Linked DNA regions of Zea mays: all the other regions are linked to region 1. Evidence: chromatin contacts called from public Hi-C data. All regions are on one chromosome and are shown on one strand. Each heading gives the region's core, a stretch centred on a gene start, on an enhancer-like site or on the middle of the called end of the contact. The rest is flanking DNA. Distances are from core to core; before and after follow the strand shown.

What was found. Hi-C and Micro-C count contacts between places; a contact is called where the count stands out from the background.
Region 2: a Hi-C map of tassel shows a contact between it and region 1, with 2.3 times the contacts expected there. The contact joins two enhancer-like sites. A contact is called at or near these places in 5 of 25 Hi-C or Micro-C datasets (bundle sheath, ear, leaf and 1 more).
Region 3: a Hi-C map of bundle sheath shows a contact between it and region 1, with 3 times the contacts expected there. The contact joins two enhancer-like sites. A contact is called at or near these places in 3 of 25 Hi-C or Micro-C datasets (bundle sheath, endosperm and leaf mesophyll).

The regions. Positions count from the first base shown.
Region 1 is chr1:138,570,376-138,573,795 of Zm-B73-REFERENCE-NAM-5.0, forward strand. No RefSeq gene overlaps it. Among protein-coding and RNA genes, the nearest start is that of LOC100274114, 690 kb to the right of the region's middle. Within about 2 kb of position 1,871, at least 20 of the 20 cell types and tissues checked have an H3K27ac peak or open chromatin away from gene starts, as enhancers often do. A contact at or near this core is called in bundle sheath, ear, endosperm and 3 more, where this site is marked.
Region 2 is chr1:139,036,100-139,039,519 of Zm-B73-REFERENCE-NAM-5.0, forward strand. No RefSeq gene overlaps it. Among protein-coding and RNA genes, the nearest start is that of LOC100274114, 220 kb to the right of the region's middle. Within about 2 kb of position 1,797, at least 16 of the 20 cell types and tissues checked have an H3K27ac peak or open chromatin away from gene starts, as enhancers often do. A contact at or near this core is called in bundle sheath, ear, leaf and 1 more, where this site is marked.
Region 3 is chr1:138,963,564-138,966,983 of Zm-B73-REFERENCE-NAM-5.0, forward strand. No RefSeq gene overlaps it. Among protein-coding and RNA genes, the nearest start is that of LOC100274114, 290 kb to the right of the region's middle. Within about 2 kb of position 1,573, at least 19 of the 20 cell types and tissues checked have an H3K27ac peak or open chromatin away from gene starts, as enhancers often do. A contact at or near this core is called in bundle sheath, endosperm and leaf mesophyll, where this site is marked.

The sequences.
Region 1 (3,420 bases), core at 621-3,120:
AACTTTCCTTAATCTTTTCTCATCTATTTCCGCTTACTCTGATTATTCTTACCTTTTCCCACTAAAGACAAATGTGGATTTCACACTTTGAAATCCTGTACCTAAAGTGACTTTTAGGAATAGGAGACCTACTCTTAGGAACAAAAACAAAACTATTTTTGTAAGGTATCTATACGCTTGAGTGTTTGTTCTTATGATACTTGTCTGATTTGGATCTTTGATTGAGTGTGATGGGTTGTGGAGTAATGTCCACAATTACATCTGCATATACATATAGATAAAAATGCTTATAAAAATAACTAGATAAACTAGATTATCCCTCATTAAAGTATCTAGCCTAACAGTAGCTATCTCATCTTAAAAGGTTATATCCTACACTCATAGATCCATCTTATCTTAAAAAGATACTCATCTTATCTTGAAAAGATCTTACGTCGCCTTAGTAGATCTAACTGACCTCAAAGGATTCTACCCTATCCTTATGGATTCATCTTGCCCTAGTAAGCATAATTATTCCACACTAGTGTAACGACCATGATCTAATCCAAAGTAATTAGATACTATCTACTCATATCCGATCTAATCTAGATCCTATCTAATCTAATACGATCTAATCTAATGTGGTCTACTTAAACAAATTAATAATACTGATAGAAGAGATTAGACCCTACTAACCAGGTATTAACCTAACTTCGCATATTAGACCAACTCAACCATGAGCATAAGAGCTAACCCAACCAATAGAGTCATTATGGATTGCATAATCTTTCTATCCCCACCTAACTTCAAACAAACTTTTAACCTATATCATGTAGTCTATCTCACCCATATCTATTTTAACGAGCCCGATAATATACACTAACTCCTAATCAATGAGACAAGACCGGAGAAGATGATCAACCTCATCAAGGAAGGATAAGCATCAACTCAAGCCTTCAAAGATCAAGCTAAATCATCAAATGAATCAAGATCCACAAATCTTGGATGGAGTCTTTCCTTACCCTACACTTTCTTACCCAAACCTATCTATGCTTTAAAGACATCTTCTATCCTACATAATAAAGTAGACATACATATATACACCCATGCTTTCCTAATCAACCACTATTGACTATAAAATACTCTGGATATTTGAAACAAGTATAGACTAAAAGTTGAAATTACAAGCCAATCCTTTTGTATTCCTTTCCTTACAAATCTCGAGGACGAGATTTCTGTTAGGGGGGTAGGATTTGTAAAGCCCTAAAATTTGTATAAGGTAAAAAAATAATAATAAAATCAATAAATACATGGTTTTACATAAAAGCGTTTTGGGAATTATGTGTTTTCCCTTTTTTTGTGCATACTCACTTAAGAGAAATAAAGCAGTCAAATAACAAATAAATAAATATAGAAAAGGCATATCATGCTAAGGTTTTCTTGTATGTTGCATTTGTATTCAAATGTATGAGACAAGTTTAAGTTTGAAAAGAAGAATTTGTAACACCCAAAATCCTATTTTGGGATTTATAAAAGTCTCTCCAAAAGGGTTTAAATTAAAATTCCCTTTAATCCCAGGTTTCTTATCTTTAAAGTCTTGCATTCATGCTGGAGATTTTTGATTGGTGCACTTGCTTTGGATTTGAAACCTTAAACTTAGATTTGAATTCGAAATATATAAACTAAAATAAAGAAAAAAAATAATCACCTGTTGATGCCCACACCGCGTGGCCCAGTCTCAAATTTTCCCCACGCAAGCCCACATATATGTGCACTACGTGTGTTATTTTTCCTATTCTTTAATCCCCTAGCCGAAGATGACATCATGATGACATCTTGGATGACTTCATCCCATCAGACACTTACACGTGGGACTGACTCAACAGATTCTTCTCCCTGCTTGAGTCCGTTTGCAAACCACCACCGGGGATCACGGAATCTTGATCCGGCCGGGTATTAGTTTACCTCTCCTCGCCTCTATAAAACCCACCGTCCGCCTGGAGTTCATCGTGGCCGCTTCTCTCCTTGCCCAGCTGCCTCTGCGTGCCGAGTTGTTTTGGTGCTCTACGGTGAGGACTGCCTCAAGGATCCGGCCGCCGACCCGCTGCTTTCCCCGTCCTCCTATGCCCCTCCCCGTGGCCGGATTCCTAGTGATTGGACAAACTCTAAAACTCAAGCAAGAAATCTCGTGTGCATCCCTGTTTCCTTCACGTAGCTAGTAGTATTTGGTTAGGCTATGGGAGCACTTGAAGCACCGAGCTTGTGCTCTGGTAATGGCGGCTGTGGGGGGTCTCCCTCGCCAACGTGTTAGACAGACTAGGGGTTGAAGAAGAGTGCGAACCGTTGGATCCACACGGACGGTTCAGATTAAAACACAGATATCTTTTCGCTTCAGTAAACCATGACCGTAGATCAGTGGATGTGCGGGTAGGGTTTGGCGATGAGATTTTAAAATCACAACCATTGATCCTCGATCTGGCGGTCACCGCTCCTCACCAGTTCGATGTAGTTTCGATTTAATCTAGACCGTGCGTAGTTGATCGGGTGGCCGGGATTTAACCATACCCCCTTCGTCGTGCATATCTTTCAAAAGAGACCCTGTGTTTGGTTTAATCAACCCGACGTCCTTGCGGATGCTGTTGAGTCTTGGGAACACTTGCGCAGGGGCCCCTGTACTCTACAGAATTTGATGCGCGGTCCAGAGTGTAATAAAAATAAAGAAATAGTCCAGGAAATTGATTTTTAATACAAAAATAAATTCAAAAACTTGTATAAATCATATTAAATCTATTTTAGCTTCAATTTGAGTCATTCCAGTTGCAATAATTTTGTATTATTATTATCTATCATTTAGTACCACTGTTTTGACAGGAATATCAAAATAAAATTTATATCCTATTTAATCTTGTACAAAACACATAAAACCTTCAAAAATTCATAACTTAAAATCTATAACTGTAAAATTAATGATTCATTTTCCTGTGATTTTATTTTAATATGTAAATTATTAATACATAGTTTATTCTTATGTTTGGTGTGATGTTAATTTTGCCTATACATGTTTGTCTATATTGCTACGTTTAGCAGTGAGAACACGTGTCACCTAAAGATCATCCTGGTACCTGGAATCTCAAGTCCCAGGCAAGTTGTGCACTTGATCACTTCTTTTTACCCAGTCATGTTCTGATTAATCATAATGATCTGCATAGGTTAATTTTGATGGGACCCAACAAGTTACCCTAGATTGATTATCTTTACACCTTGACTCCACTAAACTTTTTGGGTAGTACCTGCTATTGCTTTATGTGGTTTTGGGTATGAGGATTAAACTATTAAAGATTATACTTTTGTTATCAGTTGTTATTTATTGTTCATGTTAAGATCATTATGTTAATTGGAACATGGAGAACCACCCGGGAAAACAGTGCTACCACAAGGGTT
Region 2 (3,420 bases), core at 547-3,046, 470 kb after region 1:
AGCCAACGTAAATAGTACGGTGTTACTGTTCATCTATTTATAGGCACAGGACGCAGCCTGGATAAAATTACATCCATGTCCTTGACATTAACTATTGACTAAGGAGTAATCTGTCGAGGACTAAGCAGTCTTTTCCCCTTTTAGGTCGGTTTCATTCTCCATCACCGTCTTTGCGCTAAGTCGAAGCTTCTCCATCCATAGCTTCGGAACTGATTCATCCTTCTTCCAGACCGTGCCTTTCATACCATGCGCACCTTCATCTCAAAGCCGAAGGTTCCTGTAACAGTATATTATACTTGGAAAGCATGTTAGTCGTGTTTTTGAGGACCTTCGGGAGACGAAGGCCCCCAACACTTAGATGAATAGAACATTTTAGGGAACCTTGTAGCATGATCCCACCATCATCCTAGCGAAATTAGTCTTGTAGGTAGAAGACATCCTGCCTCAAGGTAAGCATTACTGCAAGGACAACCCCTATCCACAAGATCTAAGCCGGACTAAGCAAATTTGGTAAATAATACTTAATACTTCAAAAGAAGTATCTATAAATGGAATGAATATCAAGGTAGTCAATGCATCAAGTAGTTTCTAGGCAACTCCTATAAACTTCATGCACATTTCACTAGACTTAAAGTGTATAAAAATCTTTTAAAACGCAAGGAAGGGCAAATGCACCGGGGCTTGCCTTTGTTGCAGAGAAGAGGCTCAAGACCTTTCTACCCAATAACCAGTTAGATGCCTCCATCCACTTGATGAACATGCACTGGAGCAAACTCCTCTTCAACTACCACTTCATCTTGAATCTTCACTCCTTCTGTTGGGAGCTCTACATGAAATTACATGATCATGGATGCTTATGTTTATGCAGTTTCCAACGAAAATATTAAAAAACATTATCAGACTACACCTTTCTAAAGGTGCACAACAAAACTAACAACTACAAGAGAGCTAAACCTTCCAACACCATAACCAAGATCCCAAACCACCCTAGGGAGTTTTGCCTCTACAACCAAGCACTCCATTAATGACTTAAGCAGGGATTCACCACACTATTATTGAACCCTACAAGCTATCTCTACAACCTTGACCACCACATGAGTTAATCATCCTTAGACCTCATCCAAAAACCTAAAACTCACTAAGTAACTTCACCCAAAGACTGGGGTTCACTTGATATCCTTGTCTCTTCTCCAAAGTACTTAATCCATTAATTATTTAAGGATTTACTTATCTATTTTGGACCTTGCAAGGGTTTCTGATCAAAAGGCTTACAAACAGCCTCCAACTTTTACCAAGTACTCATATTGTGCTAACAAGACTCTCCAAAAAATTTCACAATTTTTTGGTGCTCACTTTGAACCACAAAAATTCCAATAAGCCTTTTAAGATCATCTTTAAATCTCTTAAAATTTGATAACTAAACCTAAAATCATAAACTATTTCCACCAGATAGCTTATTATTTTAGGCACCTCACAAACTTCGTCCCACTAAGGGCTTGTTCGGTTAGCTCTTAATCCATGTGGACTAAGTGGGATTGGGTGGGTTTAAATCCCAAGCAAGTCAAATTTCTTCATGATTTTTTCCAATCCCGTCCAATCCATAGGTAACGGGATTAACCGAACAAGGCCTAATTGTGTACTTTTCTACAACTTTTGGCACTAATTCTAAGCTTTCAGAAAAAGGAAAAAGTAAAACAATAAAATGTGTCGGGCTGAAACTGCTGGCACGGCCCAAGTACCAGACACAGCTGGCCCGCGACCAGGAGCCCATGCCGGCGGTTTTGCAAAAAGCACCCCGCCGCAGGACAAAACAAACACGGGGCCGATCCAGTATTGATCTGTGTGACTGACAACGATGCTTGGGTCCCTCGGCTTCAGCTCAATTACAACGTCTCGGCCCCGACTCCCACCGCCTCACTCCGGCGAGCAGCTCAATGACCGAGGCGGCGCTGACTTCTGGCACATCATAACCAACACTGGAACACGTCCATGACTAAAGTGAACAAGCTCCAAGGCTTCAATGCCCGAGCCGAGCACCAGACTCCACCGGCCATGACCCGGCGGCACACCTGGCTAGCCGAGCCCAATGGGGTACCCCCATGGTAGCGTTTCAACCCAGGGCTTGGAGAGCATTACTACCATACCTAGATCCTGGTGCTTGCGCAAAGCTGCTCGGAGAAGACACAGGTTGCTTAGTCTGCGGTGAATCTGCCCACGGCTCCGATCTGCGGCGGCGCGACCAGGCCAACAGTCAGCGTTAGAGTTGAAGCAACGAGCTTTGTGAGCTTCACTGATCGATGGAGATCACAAAACATGCCTTACATGGGTGAGCAACTCACCAAACTGACCTGACCACGGCGAGGTGGACAACCGGCCAGCTTGGTCACCACAGACAAGGGGAATGGCGCGCACAGCAGCACCCCGAACAAAAGAATCACCACACGCTTGCTGCGCACTATGGTCAGAACTCAAGGCAGGGGAGAAGGCTTCACTGATTTCAGCCCTAAGGCAGTTGAAATATAGGCAGACACTCCCTGAACTTGCACACAACATAGTGGTGGAAGACTCCTAGGGTGCCAACACATCATGAGCTATACATGTAGTGTTGCTCCTTTGACCCACGCCAACACTCCAACACAACCAAAGCACTGGATCTGGGCTAGTTCACAACCACAGCCGACAAATATCCCTTGTTCAGTTATACAAATAAGAAGAAGGCAGATAAGGACTCACTGACCACACAGACCAGTCCAAAACCTGATATTTTCAGTAGCAGGACTGGACCTCAAGACCCTTTATTGTCCGTTTCAGACTTATCTCAGTTTATGCACAAGAGGACAGGTGGGCAGGGGGGGGGGGGGTGTTGGCTATAATCAACCAGCAACAGGTAGAGACTAGGAATACACTCACTGCATGCTTGACATGGAGGCAAACAAATAGACAGCATCTCATGGAATGGAGTTCACAAGGGAATACTTTACTGCAGCTGTGCGTGGAGGTAACTCTCGGGACTCAATAGCACAACGTGGAGGAGGGCTGGAGGACCAGCGGCTGCATGATCATGTGCACGTGGACTCACACCCACAAGCCTACGCAGGACCCAGCACAGGGGAAAACTATGAGTCTACCTGCTGCATGTTTGCCAGGGAGACAGCCAGACAGCAGTTAGATGAGATAGAGTTCATCCCCTTTCAATCCAATTCAGGGCAGCAAAGTATATCCCAGGTTATTTCCCCCACCGCAACAAATCTTATTCCTATCCACAACTTACATAAAAGCAGCTGGAGTCCATAGTGGATGCAGATTTTTGCCTTAGATATTTTTGGACCTAACTCTGAACTGTGACTACTTAACTGAACACCCAACTTTACTCCCTTAAATCTTTCAGTTCCCATAACAACAGAGAGATTAAGATTGATA
Region 3 (3,420 bases), core at 323-2,822, 390 kb after region 1:
CAAATTGAATTTAGTTTCATAATTTAATCATGCGAGAGTCCTGAGGTGCTCTTGACCGTGAGCCCGGCTAGTATACTAGTTTTACACTCTGCAGAGGTTGTACCCTGTACCCACAAGTCATGTTACCCATCTACCAAGGGGTCATGAATCACATACACCTCTACCAAGGAAGCGAGGCAGGGTAACACTATGAGGCCTTTACAAAGTTCCACTAGCTTCCGAAAACCCGCTACAGTTTCTAGGAAGAGTACTTGCAAGAATCCCTCGTCTGACCGCCATCGCAACAAAATCAACCTGAGAACCTCCCTGCATGCAACTCCCCTACTGCCCTTGCCCCTTTTGGGTAAGGTAGTCTTCCACTAGCTTTTCTAATTAGTCAGCCAAGGGCGTCCCATTCCACCCTTGTGGTGGCACGTGTTTCTTAAGTTAAGCTCCATGTTCCCATTAAAGATAATGATCTTGACATGAACATAAATAAAATAATAGAATAATTGGAACATGGATATAATGAAATATTAACCCAAAACCATATAAAGCAATAGCATAACTACCCAAATGATTCAGGGGTAAACAAGGTAAAAGATAATCAGACTAGGGTGACCTATTGGGTCCCATCAAAATTAAACCTATGCATTGAATAGTGATAATAAAGATTATTATTGGGTAATAGAAGTGGTCAAGGGCACAACTTGCCTTCAATGAGCTCCTGCTCAGCAACTTCTATCTGTTGAACACCGGAATCCCCAGTTACTGGCTCTTCTATTCGCCACAATACAAACAAGCATAGTATATAGAGAAAATTAACATCACACCAAACATGTAAACAAAATACATAATAATAATCTACACATTAAAATAAGATCATAGGAACAAGAATCATTAATTTTGGAGTTATTGATTTGAAGATTCTATGTGTTTTGTACAAGATTAAATAGGATATAAATTTTAATGTGACTTTCATGTCAAAACAGTGGCACTAATTGATAAACAATAATATTAGAAATTGGAATGAATTAATTTGGACTTAATATGATTTTTTTATGAATTACACAAGTTATAGGAATTCTTTTTACATTAAAAATCAATTTCCACATTTATTTATTTAATTTGTCGGGTCTCTCGTTCGCGCGCATAAAAACAGAATAGTACAGGGGCCCCTGCGCAAATTGTACCGAGACTCAGAAGTATCCCGCGGGGACGGTGGGTTTATTTCCCCAAAACCCAGGGCCTCTTTAGAAAATGTTTCACATCGAAGGGGTGCAAGAATCCCAATACACAGAGCACAGTTAAATTGGACTGCGGGTTAGTTCCTAAATTCCAGGAGGGCTCTTTAACAAAATAGCCGGGGCAAAAGGGTATCGTGGGATGTCGGTCGTTGGATTAGATACAGGCGGTACGTATTAGATCCAGAACGCGACGATCGGTTGATCCATGTGGGCCACAGATTCCGTGATGAACGATCCTGATTTAAAACGACCTAATCTATTCTTCCGAACCAGATCGGAATCGGACGGCTCTCGGTGTTTCCAACTGAGACAAGCCAACCGCCACCGATTTTGGCAGTCAACCCGATCCAACGGCCAGATCTCTTCCCCCCTTACCCTCTCACCACGCCAGCCAGCAGCCGGAGCCGTCACCAGCCATGGCGGCGCCACCGTTGACATCGCCTGACTCTGAAGATCGGTGCCCAAGTGCGACCCTAACATGGTGTACAGGCCACTACGAATCTATTTGTAGGCTCAATTTCACCTTTGGAACCCCATGTGTAGCGATCACCATGATGGCGCGGCCCCTAGGTACCTAAGTAATTTCGACGACAAATTCCCCGCTCCTAGGGTCTCCACATGGTCACACGCGAGCGCGATTCAATACAACGAGCGATTCGAACAGGCTGGGGGAAGTTCTTACTGCGCAGAGCGTGGTCGGTGATACTGGCGGCGAAGCTTGTGTCTATGGCCCCCAGCTTCCCCCCCCCCCCCCCCCCCCCCCCCCCCCCCCCCCCTGAGCTCCCACAGGTGATGCCGGCCAGGTTCTTTTGAGGTCTAGGCGACAGAAGATGGTCAGGTGCTTCGGATGATGAGGACAAGGCTTTAAAGCGTGGAGGCGCGAGGTGGTTCCACGGAATCTGAGTCCTCCGGCGAGCCTTTCGCGTGAAGTGGTTGCAGAGGTGGCCGATCCGAGCACGGAGATGCGGAGGGTGGGAACGATGACAAGCGGGGCCCCCTTTGGTCAGCCACAGGGCGCGCGATTGGGTGGACGACCGACGTGTGGGAACGTGGCTGATGACGCGTGGGCCCAGGGCATCGGCGAGAGTGAGGAAACAGACGCGGTAGTTGCGCCTGAGGCTGACATGCGGGTCCCGCATGTCGGTGGCCATCTCCAGCTAGCTCGCGCGGGCAGTATAAGGTCTGTGCTTGTTGGGCCGGCGCGACAGATTAGGCCCAGGTGTGGTTTCCTAACTTCCTTTCTTTTTCTTTTATAATTTCTGCTTTACTTTCTAAGTATTCAAACTAAATTCAAATCCCTATTTTGAATTTCAGATTCCAAATGTCAAAATTAATACTACTAGGAATATAAACCTTACTGTTTATGATAATATTTTTTTATTCTTTTCCTTATTATTTATTCATGGAGGAATAAATAGTTCCATTGAATCCCCCTTTCCTATTTTCTATTTTATTTTCATTTATACTTTGAGGTCCCAAGTTTAAATTATGATTCTTTATTAAAATATTTCACCACATATTCATAAGTATAAAATGCCTATAGTGCATCATTCAATTAAATGAATAGTCATTTAGTTGAATTGAAAACATTTCTATTACTTCTTTTCAAAAATAGTTCTTGGTTTTCAAAATTCAGTCCTCAAATTTCAACACTCAAGTATAATTTGAGATATCTGAATTTGCTATTTTATTTTCTTCATATATTTATTTTATTTTTTTCTTATACAAATTTTTGGGCTTACAGAATCAAGGTAAAGGTCATCAATGTTCAAAGACTCCAATTTTGCATAAAAGCTTACTATTACTTTATCCTTAGGCTAGCTTTTACTTTTGAAGTTAAGTTATTACCTTCCTCTAGATTGGCCTATTCTAGCTCATTCACTTGGCCTAAATTAGCTTTCTTTTAAATTAGAGTTATTAGGGGTCTTCTTCTCCTTCGAAGGTTCTCAAGACAAAAAATACCTTCGGCAAAGTAATACAGAAGTCTTCCCTACTTCTGCCGAAGATCCTCAAGACGAAGACCTTGCGTAGAAGCAACGATGTCAAATGCCAAAGCTACCATCAGCTTCGGTTTAGATCAAGCGGAAGAGGAAAAGACTAGATAGACCTTAGTAATCTAAGTTATGTTGATAAATAAATGTTGAGGGTCATGAATGTATTTTTACCCGGTCTGCGTCCCGTGCCATAAATTGGT